Regions from separate parts of the Hordeum vulgare genome. Here region 1 is linked to region 2. The links are chromatin contacts, called in public Hi-C maps. All regions are on one chromosome and are shown on one strand. Each heading gives the region's core, a stretch centred on a gene start, on an enhancer-like site or on the middle of the called end of the contact. The rest is flanking DNA. Distances are from core to core; before and after follow the strand shown.

Region 1 (7,366 bases), core at 4,423-6,922, 240 kb after region 2:
CACAAAAAATATCATCTGCACTTTTGCCCCCTTTTCCAGGCTTTCTGTCCCACTGTTGTTGGCTGCTAACTACTACTGCGCCTGCACAATGCAGGGGTGATCGGCTCTGGGATCTGGGTTCAGCACATGCACAGATACATATTTGATGAGTTTAAGTGCTTCATCACTTCACTTCCACTAGATCACAACCCAAAAGTATTTTCCATGTACCAGGCTGCAAAACAGTTTTTTGTTTCTGTTTGTCCTGGGTATATATATGTTGGAAGTGCATCGATATGTTAATCATCTATTACACATATACATTAATTGATATACCTGCATACACATATACGCATATATGCATCCTTCAGTGGGTACCATGTGCCTTGATGCATGCATATGCTTTGTTCTTGGCATCTAGTTATACAGTTTACAACCACCATCACCAAAAGGCGGCATGCATGAACTGTGGAGAAAGAAAGATACCCTGCTAGAGGTCAAGGACTAAAGACACATTAGACTACATGTACACATGCAAACATGCATAAGTATCCATCCATACATTCCGGCTATCAATCTACCTCTAGGTCTATTCTGGTCCAACTCCTTTAAATTGTTCTCGCGGACCCTAAGGAAAGACGGTATTCTCGCGGAATTATTGTCCCCTCTCTATGTTCTTCGTTAACGATAAATCCAAAGAAATAGCTAAAGCTTAGTCAATATATGCAAAGCGTAACACACACGCATTTGTATTCATACTAATTAGCATGTTGTTCCAAGATGCTTGTGCCAAACTTGCAATGAAGGAATTCTCACAGGAGAATATCATACTGAAAGCAACATTCAAAGAAAACTGATGGAAACCATGTTTATTAGTTTCAAAAAATCAGAAAAATGTAAGATATTAAGAGGATTATGTTCTATTATCATGTAAAATTTCAAGATAAAACACATTATGGGGTGCGATTTATGAAAAAGACAAATTCGGCAATGAATAGTGACGGTATTCTTCGGCACTATTCAATGCTGATTTTGTTTTTTTCATAGCTCACATGGCGTAATGTGTTTGAACTTCAAATTTTGCATGGCAATAGAACATATCCCTAGCTCTTATCCTCCGGTATTTTTTTGAGATTTTACAAACTACAAAACATCATTTTCATGTGGTTTTCACCAGTTTCACTTGAATGTTTGTTTCCATATGATATTCTCATTAATCACCAATTAACCACACAATAGCAGGATTCAAGGACTTTGTGGCAACAGTAGACCGTAAAAGGGGGGGCACGACCTGTCGGGGATTGTTTTACAGATGGTACCCATTTGGCATTAGTTGATGAGAGCAAAGCAATATAATTGACTTATCTATGGGTGTTCGCGTTAAGTTGATTAGTTTTCTATGAAGGAAAAAAAATCCTTGACAAAGAAAAAATTCCGATTTGCATCATCAGATGTTTTATATCTAGGAAACGAGCAACATAGATATATGCACACGCTTCGGTGCTGGAGGCTCACTCGTCTTGATCTCGAGGTGTCGATCTGGTGGTGGCGACCCTTGCCTTGGCATGGGGTTGGCAACAGTGGCACCTCGGTGTGACATGGATGAGACTCTGAGCGAAAGCTCCACGCTCTGACTAAAGAGATACATGTGGGTGTCGCATCCCGCTTGGGGGCATCCTTGTGGTTTCCCTTCCCATGCCAGGGTTCTGGGTGAAAACCCTACTCCATTGTTCGGTCTCGGTGGTAGCGGCGCATAGCGTCGTCACCCTCTTAGGCCTGTTGTCGTGGAGCCTAGGCACCAACCGGTCCTAGTGCGTCGGCGTCTTTGGACAAAATTTATTCTTGGCATGAAGCTTCTTTGACTATGGAATGGGGAGGTCTCATTTGTCTCCTGCCTTTTACATGTGACCTCGTTGTCATTATTTTTGGTCCTTGCTATCCGCACACAAGATCGACGCTCTCGAGCGATAGTTTGGTGTTTGCGGTGCAACAATCTCTAATGGTTTCCCAGGAAGGCACGGTTTCGTTCCTAGTCGGTGGTATCGCTTGCTTCTTGGTGGGGTGTGGCCAGTCTTGTACTCTTGCTCGGCATTGAGTTGGTGAAGTATTCGCTATTCTCTCGGTTGTCGATTTTATTTCTACCTACTTTGTAAGAGTATTTTCTCATCACATTGTATTGGTTCAGTCGTTTGGCTCTATTTATAATTCAGCGTGGAAGCCAGTTTTCTGATATATGCACTTGAATTAGCAAACCATTCAAACCGATGACCAGCTAACCAAGATTGCATTAACTATGGTTACCAACCATTGTAGGCATCACATATTTCCCATATAAGGTATGTCTTATAAGTTATAACCAAACATGATTCATCTTTGTGGGCATTGATTTTGATACCCGAAGGATAACAGTCTGCTGATCATCTCTGTTGATCATTGACATAACATTTATTCCCTGGCAACTGTGCGCATGAAAGATCTTGATCAAGAACAGAAGTGCAAGCTTAGCTAGCAGATCGACATTGAGGCATCACCATCAGGCCATGCTTATGCATTATGTATAATATACCTATCATTGCGCACTCTTATTCGATTGCAAAATGCGCAGAAACGGTCCCCAATTTTGCAAGCTTGATATGTGAAAAGGACCCATGAGCAAATACCCACTGGACAACTGGAGAAACACTAGCTGAGCTAAGAGAATTCTTGGGCATATATCTGAAGCCAACAAATGTTAGTTGATGCTGGAATAACATCACATGATCTCGTTTGGGAACTGACAGGGCAGTTTGCACATATGGATCGCTGCACTAACAAAAAACAAGTACCCTAGCTAGCCCAGTGCCTCTCACTAAATTCTTAAGATAGCAGTTGGATGGGGTCTCGCACACCCCTAGCTAGCCATGATCGTCAATAGCAACCAATAAATTAGCCCAAAGTGCATCATCTGCTGCAAAGAATCCGCTCCATTTAAGGCTAGATTCCAGCTGCTACATTACGAATCATGCAATGCCAATTAATGTTAATTTAGTTGAGCCAATAGTCTACAATATCTCAAGCTTTATTTGTACTCCACTGAGAAAATAATACATTACAGATCCATAAATAACTACAGTTCATATGCTACCTGTTCGATTGCTTTATATATGACCGGTCCGTGTATTTAAGTTTTATTAGAAAAGCAAGCACTTGTCCGGCCTAAGCCATAAAAACTAACGCTAGCTATAGATCTCTCTTTATTTGCAGTGTCACTAGTTACTAAACTTTTGAGGGCTTCACATCATGATCGTGTGCAATGGATGGCAGCTAGCTAGCTGTTGGGGAAAAACCTAACAAGTACCACTATACGATTTCCATGTCATACAAAGGTAACAAACACTAGTAGCTGCTGGTTTGGTTGTACTATAGTTCGTGAGGTGGCTGGCTCTAGTCCTCAGATGCATCATTGCTTGCACATGCACATGCTAATGCAAAAAGCCCAAATGAAAGAGCTGATCTATCAGAGATCACAATTTGGCAGCCTTTACAAATCTGTAGGGGCTATCACTCAGGCAATATGACTAATGTAGGCAAGCAATCAAGAAAAAAGAGAGATGGAGAGAGATAGAGGGGGGGGGGGGGAGAGAGAGAGGGGGAGGGAGAAGACTGAAAGAAAGAAAGAAAGAAAGAAAGAAAGAAAGAAAGGAAGCCAGATAAATATAAATGGCCAATTGGCATGAGTGGCACAGATTCACCTCCCAGTCCCCCACGACAAAACTGGTGACCTGTTACTACTAGCTAAAGGTGCATATGTCTAGGTCTGTTTTTTCACATAGATTATTGTGAATTTTGTGTGAACACGCACCTAAACAGTTGGAGCAAGATCGAAGGAACCACACATGGCTGATGGATGCATGTTCAATCAGTTTGCCATTAGGCATGCATGCAGAAGCAGCTAACATGGGGCTCTTTTGATTCATTCCCTGCACATGATCAGTAAATTGGTCTGCTTTGCATGGTAGCTAGCTTTGTGCTGCAAGTAAAGGCGCTGGCAACTGGCGAAAGCAAGTAGCCAAAGTTATTGGCTTTAATGTTAATGTGACATCACTGGCCAAAGGAAGATCTTGTTCCAAGATATATCTTTTTCACAACTGATTCTCAACAGTGAGATATGCTTTTCCCTTCCAGCATAAACCAATTTCTATTGACTTACATATATAGTATTATTATTAGCACAAGTGTTTATTTTCCAAATTAATGACCTAATTGGGAGGTAGTTAGGTGACTACATTTTATTATGTGGTATATATAAATATAATACATAGTGATCTTCTAGTACATTATTTGAAGAAATAAACAAAGAATTGAGCGAGGGAACAAAGGGAAAAGTAATGGAAAGTGGCTGGTGGTGCGCTAGATTAGATTGCACACAAGAATGGAGATTGTGTGTCAAAAAGATGAAATAATATTTAAAACTTCTGATGGAATAAATAAAGAATTGAAAAAGGAAAGAAGATGGACATCAGAGTGTGAGAACATGTACTTGTATATACACTTTTCCAGAATTAGTTTTTGGTCAGAGCGCACCCACATCGCAATCATCTCGATTCAAGTTCATACATATTCACATCATGTTTTATTTGTTTGTGATTCATTGTCACAACCCTGGATTATGGTTCTCTTCACACACACATATATACCATAGGTAGGTGAACAAGGGTGTCACTCATAATGCTTGTATAGATATGGTGTACTGCAAAAAGTACAAAGTAGTCATAGCTAACATGTTGTCTAGCATGTATCATCAGCCGAGCTCTCCTTTGTTACGAACACAAATCTGTCCTTCGAACCAAAGGATCCCTTGCTAGTCTTTTGTGAATCCTGGGCCCTTGCTCGGCATCGATGCTTGGCATTGTTTAAAATAACGGAATCGCTATAAAACTTACGTCCGATTTTCTAGCCATGGAATATATATATATGATGTTTTTCATGGCAGCTTCTATTGGCGCGATGATCTCAAATTTTCCGGGGGGAAAAAACAAGGTGAGACGGAATTACCATGCTCGCTCGTTAAATTTGTCATCCTCGATGAATTTAATTTGCCATAAACAACGTCTGATTTGGCATGGCTAAAAATCTGGCATTCACTGGACATTCAGGTCCTCAAATAAATAACCAATATATGATTGTCTGCATCAGACAATCGATACATAGGCCCGGGGTCATCCACCTTTTCAACAAAACAAAACCCAAAAAAAAAAGCCTTACCTAGTTTGATCAATAAGTCCACTGCATCATGTCCGAAGGAAAGGAGAAGGAGATATGTTAATCATCTACCGAATGTATGTCCACCGAGCCACCCGGCCCCTCCATGGCTCCACACTATCAGCTACAGGAATCCACTATACATGACATCTGTAAACTCCCTTCCATTCATGCATGTTTTAACAATAACAACTACCAGTTGTAAGTTGTAACTACCAGATGCATGATAGCTAGTGATGTTACTTTCATGCACACACCACACAGTTGTTGATCAAGGATTAATCGGTAAATAAATAAATATACCGATGGAGAACTAACTAACTAACCAAAGAAAAAGTGACAGCAACAAGTGTTGCTCCCCTGAGGCCTGAGCCCATTTGGTAGGCCCTCTTCTCCCCTCCTTTGCCCCCTCCATCCCCGATAAATACCACCACCCCGCCCACACCAGTTAACCAAGTAGCAGTGGCAAACCAAAGCGCCATTCCTTACTTGCTCTATCCCATCTCCTCATCATCGTAAGCTAGTATACATACTATACAAATTAATTAGATCGACATGGCGCCTCAAGAATTGCACGATGGTGATAAGCACAAGGAGGCGCCTCCTCCCGCCGGCAGCAACGGCAACCCTTCCGGCGCCGTCCATCCCACCACCTCCAGCCCGCCGTCCGGCCACCGCCCCGCGGCCGCCAACCCATTCCCTCTCGTCCTCAAGGTAATGTTTCATGCAGATGCACGTACGAGCGTGCTTCAGTTATTCGTTTTAGTCGGTCACGATTAACTGGTGATGAGACGACGTGCTCCTGCCTGCATGCATGGGTGCAGTTTGAGGAAGTGGTGTACAAGGTGAAGGTCGGGCAGGCGACGGACGGTTGGTGCACGAGGGTCTCGGCGGCGTGCCGCGGCGGCGGCGGGGCGGGGGGCAAGAAGAACAAGGCGGCGGTGGCGGTGTCGCCGCCGAGGGAGAAGACGATCATCAGCGGGATGTCCGGGGTGGTGCGGCCGGGGGAGATGCTGGCGATGCTGGGCCCGTCCGGGAGCGGCAAGACGACGCTGCTGACGGCGCTGGGAGGCCGGCACCGGCACGCGCTGCTGTCCGGGAAGATCACCTACAACGGGAAGCCCTTCTCCGGCGCCGTGAAGCGGCGCACGGGGTTCGTGACGCAGCACGACGTGCTGTACCCGCACCTCACCGTGTCGGAGACGCTGTGGTACACGGCGCTGCTCCGTCTGCCCCGCGCGCTGGGCGCCGGCGAGAAGCGCGCGCAGGCGGAGGCGGTGGCCGCGGAGCTGGGCCTCGCCAAGGTGGCCCACAGCATGGTCGGCGGCGTGCGGGGCGTGCGCGGGCTGTCCGGCGGCGAGCGCAAGCGGGTGAGCATCGGGCTGGAGATGCTCGTCGACCCCAGCCTGCTGCTCCTGGACGAGCCCACCTCAGGGCTCGACTCCACCACGGCCGCCAGGATCGTCGGCACGCTCCGCCGCATGGCCGCCGGCGGCGGCCGCACGGTCGTGGTCACCATCCACCAGCCGTCGTCGCGCCTCTACCACATGTTCGACAAGGTGCTGCTGCTGTCCGCCGAGGGGCGGCCCATCTACTACGGCCTCGCCGCCGACGCGCTCTCCTACTTCGCCTCAGTCGGCTTCGCGTCGCCGCTGTCCGTCAACCCGGCCGACCTCATGCTCGACCTCGCCAACGGTATGCCACCCAAACGCACGACTCCATCCACTGATCACCACGCCACCTTCATATTCTCTTTCGCTTTAACATTCTTTACTTAGCCTTTTTTATGATGCTTTCCAAATGCATATGGCATGTTGGCATGCATGTGCCATTGCATTCCATCACGCTGATCTCATCCAACCACAAACACGCATCACTCTAAAAATCCCTCGATTATGTGCATCCATCCATTATGAAGCCAGATGGTTAGTGTAGGGGATCACAACTGGTCTGGTGGCAATCAACTGGAGTATAACCGAAAAAATTCTGAATTTCTGATTTGGAAAACACTTGGTTAACAATTTTGTTTTGTAGTGTGGACCAAGATGCCATTGGCATGTTACTGACTAAGAGTATATGGTGACATGCCCGCTCTTTTCCACCGTCCGGTAGAGAATTAACGGATGGATCGAACTGGAAAATACCT
Region 2 (6,776 bases), core at 656-3,155:
TACGTGGACGTTTTCTTAGCAAGTTTTGGGAACCATCTAGAAGATTCCCAGCTAGTTTTTAACGGTTTCTGTATGGTTTTATCCTTTCCTATTTTATTATTTGTTTTTCCTCTATTTTCGTGATCATTTTTTTATTTCTTTCTTATTCCAAATTTTAAAAGCTTAAAAAATTGTGTGTCTCTTTGATTTTTTTTTTGTATTTTCAAAATATGATCCAAAACTCAAATTTTATTTACAATTTCATGCAATGTTCACATATTTAAAAAAGTTCAAGGTTTAAAATTTGGGAAAGTCTTACATTCCACAGACTGATCCGTGTGATCCATCCGCCGTTCGCTTGTCCGTTGGATCTGGCGTCGATCTGATCGCGAACCGTTCGTGAAACTGGATCGTTGTTTCAGAAACTGGACAGTTGTTTCACAAAACTGCCCATCCGTGTCTCCGCCTCCGCCTCGGCCCCGACGACCTCGCCGCCGCCGGCCTGCTGCATCTCGCCGCCCCTCCGCCGTCGGCCTGCTGCGGCCCCGCCGCCCCTCCGCCGCCGGCCTGCCCGCCGCCTTCCGTCGCCCTTGCTCGCCCTCCGTCGCCGCCCCTGCCGCCCTCCGCCGCTGCCCCGCGCCACGGCCCCGCCCCGTCGGCCTGCAGCGCGGCCCTCCATCGCCGGGCTGCTCGTCGCCCTCCGCTTCCGCCCCGCGCCACGGCCCCGCCCCGTCGGCCTGCACCGCGGCCCTCCGTCGCCGGGCTGCCCGTCGCCCTCCGCTTCCGCCCCGCGCCACGGCCCCGCCCCGTCGGCCTGCACCGCGGCCCTCCGTCGCCGGCCTGCATGCAGCCTTCCGCCGCCCCTGCCCGCCCTCCGCCGCTGCCCCACGCCACGCGTTCTGCAACTCGACCTTTGTTGCAAAAAGTTTCCTGCAACACGACATTTTGTTGCAAAAATTTCTTCCGTAAAAATACCTATGTTACAGAAAGACGAAGATTTTTTTTTCTGCAACAAGCAAATTGTTTCTGAAACTCGACCGTTGTTTCAGGAATTAACGGATCCAAAGTTTATTTTTTGCAACAAAGCGAAAGTTTCTACAACTCGAGCATCGTTTCAGGAATTGCGTCCAGAGCGGATCAGACGCAGCGGATCGGACGGCTATACGCGCGAGATCGAACGGCTGTCGAGGTGGTGGATATTTAATAAATATCCACCGATAGATGCGTAGCAATCCCCTTAAAAATTATATTGTAACTAAAAAATGTTTGTATTTGCAAAAAAAGATAGAAACTTTAAATTTGATTCCTAATTTCATGAAATGTTCACATCTTTTAAAATATTCTCGATTTAAAATATGAATTTATGTTTTTTTTTGCAAAAACTATATTTAGATTTTTCCTGAACTTCCTTTTTAATTCGGAATTTGTTTTCAATTCATGAGCATTTTTATTAGAAAACTTTCGTTTGTCAATTTCATTTATATTTTTTCGAATTTGTGAACATTTTTTGTATTCTTAAATAGTTCTCCAAGTTCATGAATACTTTTTTTGGGAAATTTATAATCACTTTTACGAACGTGTGGTCATATTGTTGAAGTTTTGAACAATTTGTGAATTCATTAACATTCTTTTGATTTCTTGAACAATCTCTAAATTCTAAACGAAATTCTATACATCAACTGCTTTGTCTAATACAATATATATTTCATTTACGAATACGTTTTGAAGTTACAAATATTTCTTGAATTCAGAACAATTTGTTAAATTTGAAACTGACCATATAGAGACCGCTAACTCTCCCCGCGGTCCCTGGACCAGGCCCTCTTAGTTTGAGGGACGTAGCGAAGGGAGCCGTAGTGGTTGCAACGAGCGGCGCATATCAACACCCCCACCCCCAATTACACGCTAAATATTAGCGGCCCTCCTTTATGGGACGTCCTATCTGGCGCCCTGCGCGTCAGACTGTTGACCGCACGCACAGGCAGCTCTCTCGACTACGCCGGCCTATCTTGCTAGCCACAAGTAAATACGGCTGGAATAAAAAAGGATGGGCTGCCAAGTATCAAACCCAAAGACCGTCTGCTTCAGAGCATATGATTCTAGCTAGTTGAGCTAGCGAGATTTCATCTACACAGAGCATTGCGAAACCTTAAGAAACTCAAACGCCGATCCGAATGTTTCCAAACATTCGACCGCAAAACTTTTTTTTGAAAACAAAATGCGAATCTTTTATCAAACGGAAAACTGTAACATTTTTTAAAGATGCAAAATAATTTTCGAGAAGCGAACATTTTTTCAAAACGGGAACATTTTTAAACTACCCAAAAAACTGAACAGGAACAAATTTTCAAAAGCAGGAAAATTTTTCAAATTCCAAAACAAAATTTGGAAAATGAACGACTTTTGCAAGAGAACATTTTTGAAACTTCAGAATGAAATTTGAAAACATGAATATTTTTCTAAATTTGCAAACAGTTTTTGAAACGGGACATTTTTCCAGAACTCCCGAACAAAGCATGAAAACTTGATCCTTTTTGAAAATTTGCGAGAAAATTTGGAAATGGGAACATTTTTCACATTGCCAAAAAACTGAACAGGAACAAGTTTTCAGAAACAGGAACATTTTTCAAAGTCCAATTTTTTCTGGAAACACCAACAACTTTTGCATGCCAACATTTTTTAGACTCCAGAACGAAATTTGACAAAAAAAACATTTCTTTAAATTTGCAAATAAATTTTGAAACGGAACATTTTCTGAAAACTCCCGAACAAAACATGAAACATGGACTTTCTTGAAAATATGCAAACAAATTTTGAATTGGAAACATTTTATAAACCACCCCAAAAAACAGACCGGGAACACTTTTTCAAAAACATGATCATTTTTCAAATTCCTAAACAAAATTTGGAAACACGAGCAACTTTTGCATGTGAACATTTCTGGAACTCTAGAATGAAATTTGAAAACACTATTTTTTAAAATTTGCAACCAATTTTTGAAACGGAACATTTTTTTAAAACTCTGGAACAAAATATGAAAACATGAACTTATTGAAAATTTGCAAACAAATTTTGAAACGGGAACATTTTTTGAAACTTCCAAACAAAATTGAAAAAAATGGTTTTACTAGTAAATTTGCGATCAATTTTAACAAAAGAAAATATTTTTCTGAAACTCCAGGAGAAAATTTGAAAACACAATATTTTTTAATTTGCAAACAAATTTTGAAGCGGAAGACTTTTAGAAACTCCCAAACAAGACATGAAAACATAAAACTTTTTTCAAATTTGCGAAAAAACTTTGAAATGGGATTTATTTTGGAACTTCCAAGAAAAACTGGAAAATACAGACATTTTTTGAAAATTTGCGATCAATTTGAAAAATACAAACGTTTATTAAAAATAATTATTTAAAATTTAGAAGAATTTTCTAAAAGCAAGTCATTTTACTAATTTTAAGTACAATTATCAAACAAGAACTTAGTTTAAAAAAGATAAAATAACCTTGCAAAAAATGATAGAAGAAAAACAGAAAACATAAAAAGGAAAGAAAGAAACAGAAACAGAAAAAACCGATAATAAAACAAAAAACCCGGCTGAGGACACCTCGTAGGAAGTTCCCAAAACCGTTGGCTGACCGAAACTGGAGGGTGCAATCGAGTCGGGGGAGGGGGGGGGGGGGGGCGTAGCGATGACTATTCGCTATAAAATACTGTGAATAGGGTTTTCCCTCCTTTATTCCGTTCTTCACATACACCTCTCTTCCATCTTGTGCCGGGCAACTAGCTCTGCTTTGAGGAGGAAAAATGTTCCTAGTATTTGCTTCTCAAGATTTCTCAATATTTTGTTGCTTCCCAAGGAAACTAGTAGGCACTGTGATGCCTAAAAAAAACTACTCCCTCCGTCCCATAATATAATAACGTATATTAGAGTTAAAAATGTTTTATATTATACTCCCTCCTTTCCTAAATATAAGTCTTTCCAGAGGTTTTACTAGTAGACTACATACAGATGTATATAGACATACTTTAAAGTATTGATTTATTCATTTTGTTTTGTATATAGACTTCTAGTGAAATCTCTTAAAAGACTTATGTTTTGGAACGGAGGGAGTAGGACGGAGGGAATAGTATGCACTGCTGAAAAAATAAACGCCCATCGTGCCTTCGGAAAAACCGGTCGTTCTTGTCCGCTTCAGGAAAAAAAACCTTTTTTCACAATGTTAGAATGTTCATGGGCAAGAATAAAGTATTCACAAATTTTGGAATGTTCAAGAATTTTAAAAACAATCAATTTTTTTCAAAAAAACTCCTGGATTTTAGAAGATGTTCCAGGATCGAAAAATCCTTCACGATTTAAGAAATATTCCTGACTTCAGAATATGTTTTCAGATTTTATATTGGCCTCCCGGCATGTGCAAAAAACACCTGGCCTCTTTAGCGTAGCTGCCGAAGAAGCAGCAGAGTCGGGAGCGTCAGTGTGTGGAGAACAGACGGCTCTCTGGTGTTAGCTGGAGCTGCCTCTCCAGGCGCAGCGTCCCGCCCGAGTTGTCGGCATCGCGGCGCGACGGCCGCACACCTCGATGTCTCTCAAGATCATGGTGACCAAACAGAAGCTGCAAGGAGAAACAAAGCAGTGCGGCATGTGCATCATCAGGCTCTCGCAAGATCATGGTCTGATGCATGCGTGCGGAAGTGGAGGAGACGATCAAAAGCGAGCTCCGATGGTGCGATTTTCCAGTTGCAGGTTGCATAGTTTGCTGGCAATCTGTCAGGATCTGAATGGGTTATGGGAGCTCCCTGATCTTTACAGCCGCTGGCGGTTCCAAGGGCCGGGGGGGACGTGTCCCAACAGTGGGGTGGTTGATTCTTCCTTGTACATGCACGCTGTCCCTATCTGGGCTGTTCATGCCCACCGGCCGGCGCGGATCCCCCTTTGCGCCGCACCGCCCCACGGTATCTACCGGCATCCTCGTCGCGGCGCGCAAGGGTGGTGCGATAGGATGTGTGTAATGTGTAATGTGTGTTGTCGCTGCATGGGGCTTGTGGCCGGACCGGATAGAGCAGTAGAGCACTAGGCAGACCAGCCATTGGTCACCAATGGGGCATGCCTGCCTTTCGCTTCTCCGGCTCTCCTTGGTTCTTTTGCTTCCTGCTTTGCTTTGCTGAGTTCATGTACATGATGCATGATGCAGGATATATATTTACACAGTTGATGTAGCTTGAGTGCTCAAGCGTCAAACCTTCCTATTAAGATCTGGCCGACTTTTGTATTCACCAATTATATTGTATTTTTTTTCCATCAATGAACAGTAGGCCTGTGATTTCATTAAGAGAGAGAGAACACAAAGTATTTACAATAGTTGGCGTGTTTTTAAGGGGAACGCGCCCAAACCCCTCCGGGTCAAGCGGTGCGGTCACGCACGAGCCACATTAGCTGCGAAAAGAACCAGCCACAGCCACCCTATATCCGGACCGCTGCCTCTCGCGAAATGTCGCCCGCGCCTCCGATTCGGGCGTCCTCCTCTGCTGGTTCAGCGGTATAGGGAAGAGGACCAACGCCGATCAACGGGACCATGAGGCGGAGGGGGTGCGGGGGATGATGGTCTGGAACAATATGGACCGCGATGGTCTGATGCCGTCGGAGGAATTGCATGGCGCAGAGCCCGAGCTCCCACCCATGTCCACCCACGACCGATGCAGTGCGACACGAAGGCGAGATCCTCACCATTCTCTCCGAGTCCTCGCACAGCACGACGTCCCAGTCTATGGGGCCCGGCTGCTTCGATGTCGGAGCTCGACATGGGGAAGGAGGGGAGAAGACGAGGATGGAAGTCAGCATGGTCCAGTCCGATATGGCGAATGCGTCCGGTCCATCTGATATCTGCTCCAAACACGAGTTAGATCTAAGGGGTGCCGGACAATCCGGACGAATGGAGTCAGTTTCATGGGTGCGGTTGGGTCGAGGTTTTGTGACCGATCAACGGGACCACGGTGCGGAGGGGTGCGGGGGATGATGATCTGGAACAATATGGACCGCGATGGGCTGATGCCGTCAGCAGAATTGCATGGCGCAGAGCCCGAGCTCCCACCCATGTTCACCCACGACCGATGCAGTGCGACACGAAGGCGAGATCCTCACCGTTCTCCTCTGAGTCCTCACACAGCACGACGTCCCAGTTTATGGGGCCCGGCTGCTTCGCTGTCGGAGCTTGACATGGGGAAAGAGGGGAGAAGATGGGGAGGGAAGCCAGCATGGTCCAGTCCGATATGGCAAATATATCCGGTCCATCTCATATCTGCTCCAAATACGAGTTAGATCTAAGGGGTGCTGGACAATCTGGACGTATAAAGTTAGTTTCATGGGTGCGGTTGGATCGAGGTTTTGTGACCGATCACTTGCCATGTTGTCCGCCCATATGTTTGGGGCCCATATGAGGGGTTCGGCTATTACTGTTTTCTAAGACAAGCGGGTCAATTGATCTCTTCCCTGCCATGTCTATGCTAATTCTTAAATTGAATTGTGGCAATGTGCCTCACTCAGTTCATGGATCGTGTACCGTGTCCAACATTCATTTAAAATTGACCTTCAAAATACACATTCATTTAAAAAAATGTACCACGTCGAATACTCGTAGAAAATGTAGTACCATGTCTAATAATAACTTATGAGTAATTGTATGCACACTTTCAAAAAAGTGAAGACAAGATAGCAAAGTGCATTCGTGGTCCCTAAACTTGTCCCACGTTTACAAAGTAGGTCTACAAACCACACTCGTTTGGTCGTGACGCCCACAC

What was found. Hi-C and Micro-C count contacts between places; a contact is called where the count stands out from the background.
Region 1: a contact with region 2 is called in a Hi-C map of leaf, with 3 times the contacts expected there. The contact joins the promoter of LOC123411970 here to the enhancer-like site in region 2. A contact is called at or near these places in 3 of 6 Hi-C or Micro-C datasets (leaf and seedling) and 1 of 1 datasets of contacts at active chromatin or transcription factors (embryo).

Annotation. Positions count from the first base shown.
Region 1 is chr7H:21,327,507-21,334,872 of MorexV3_pseudomolecules_assembly, forward strand. LOC123411970 (ABC transporter G family member 14) reads left to right here and starts at 5,673. Exons shown (of 3, transcript XM_045104931.1): 1 at 5,673-5,934; 2 at 6,045-6,915. The coding sequence starts at 5,776.
Region 2 is chr7H:21,089,931-21,096,706 of MorexV3_pseudomolecules_assembly, forward strand. No RefSeq gene overlaps it. Among protein-coding and RNA genes, the nearest start is that of LOC123410025, 44 kb to the left of the region's middle. Within about 2 kb of position 1,906, at least 3 of the 3 cell types and tissues checked have open chromatin away from gene starts, as enhancers often do. A contact at or near this core is called in leaf and seedling, where this site is marked.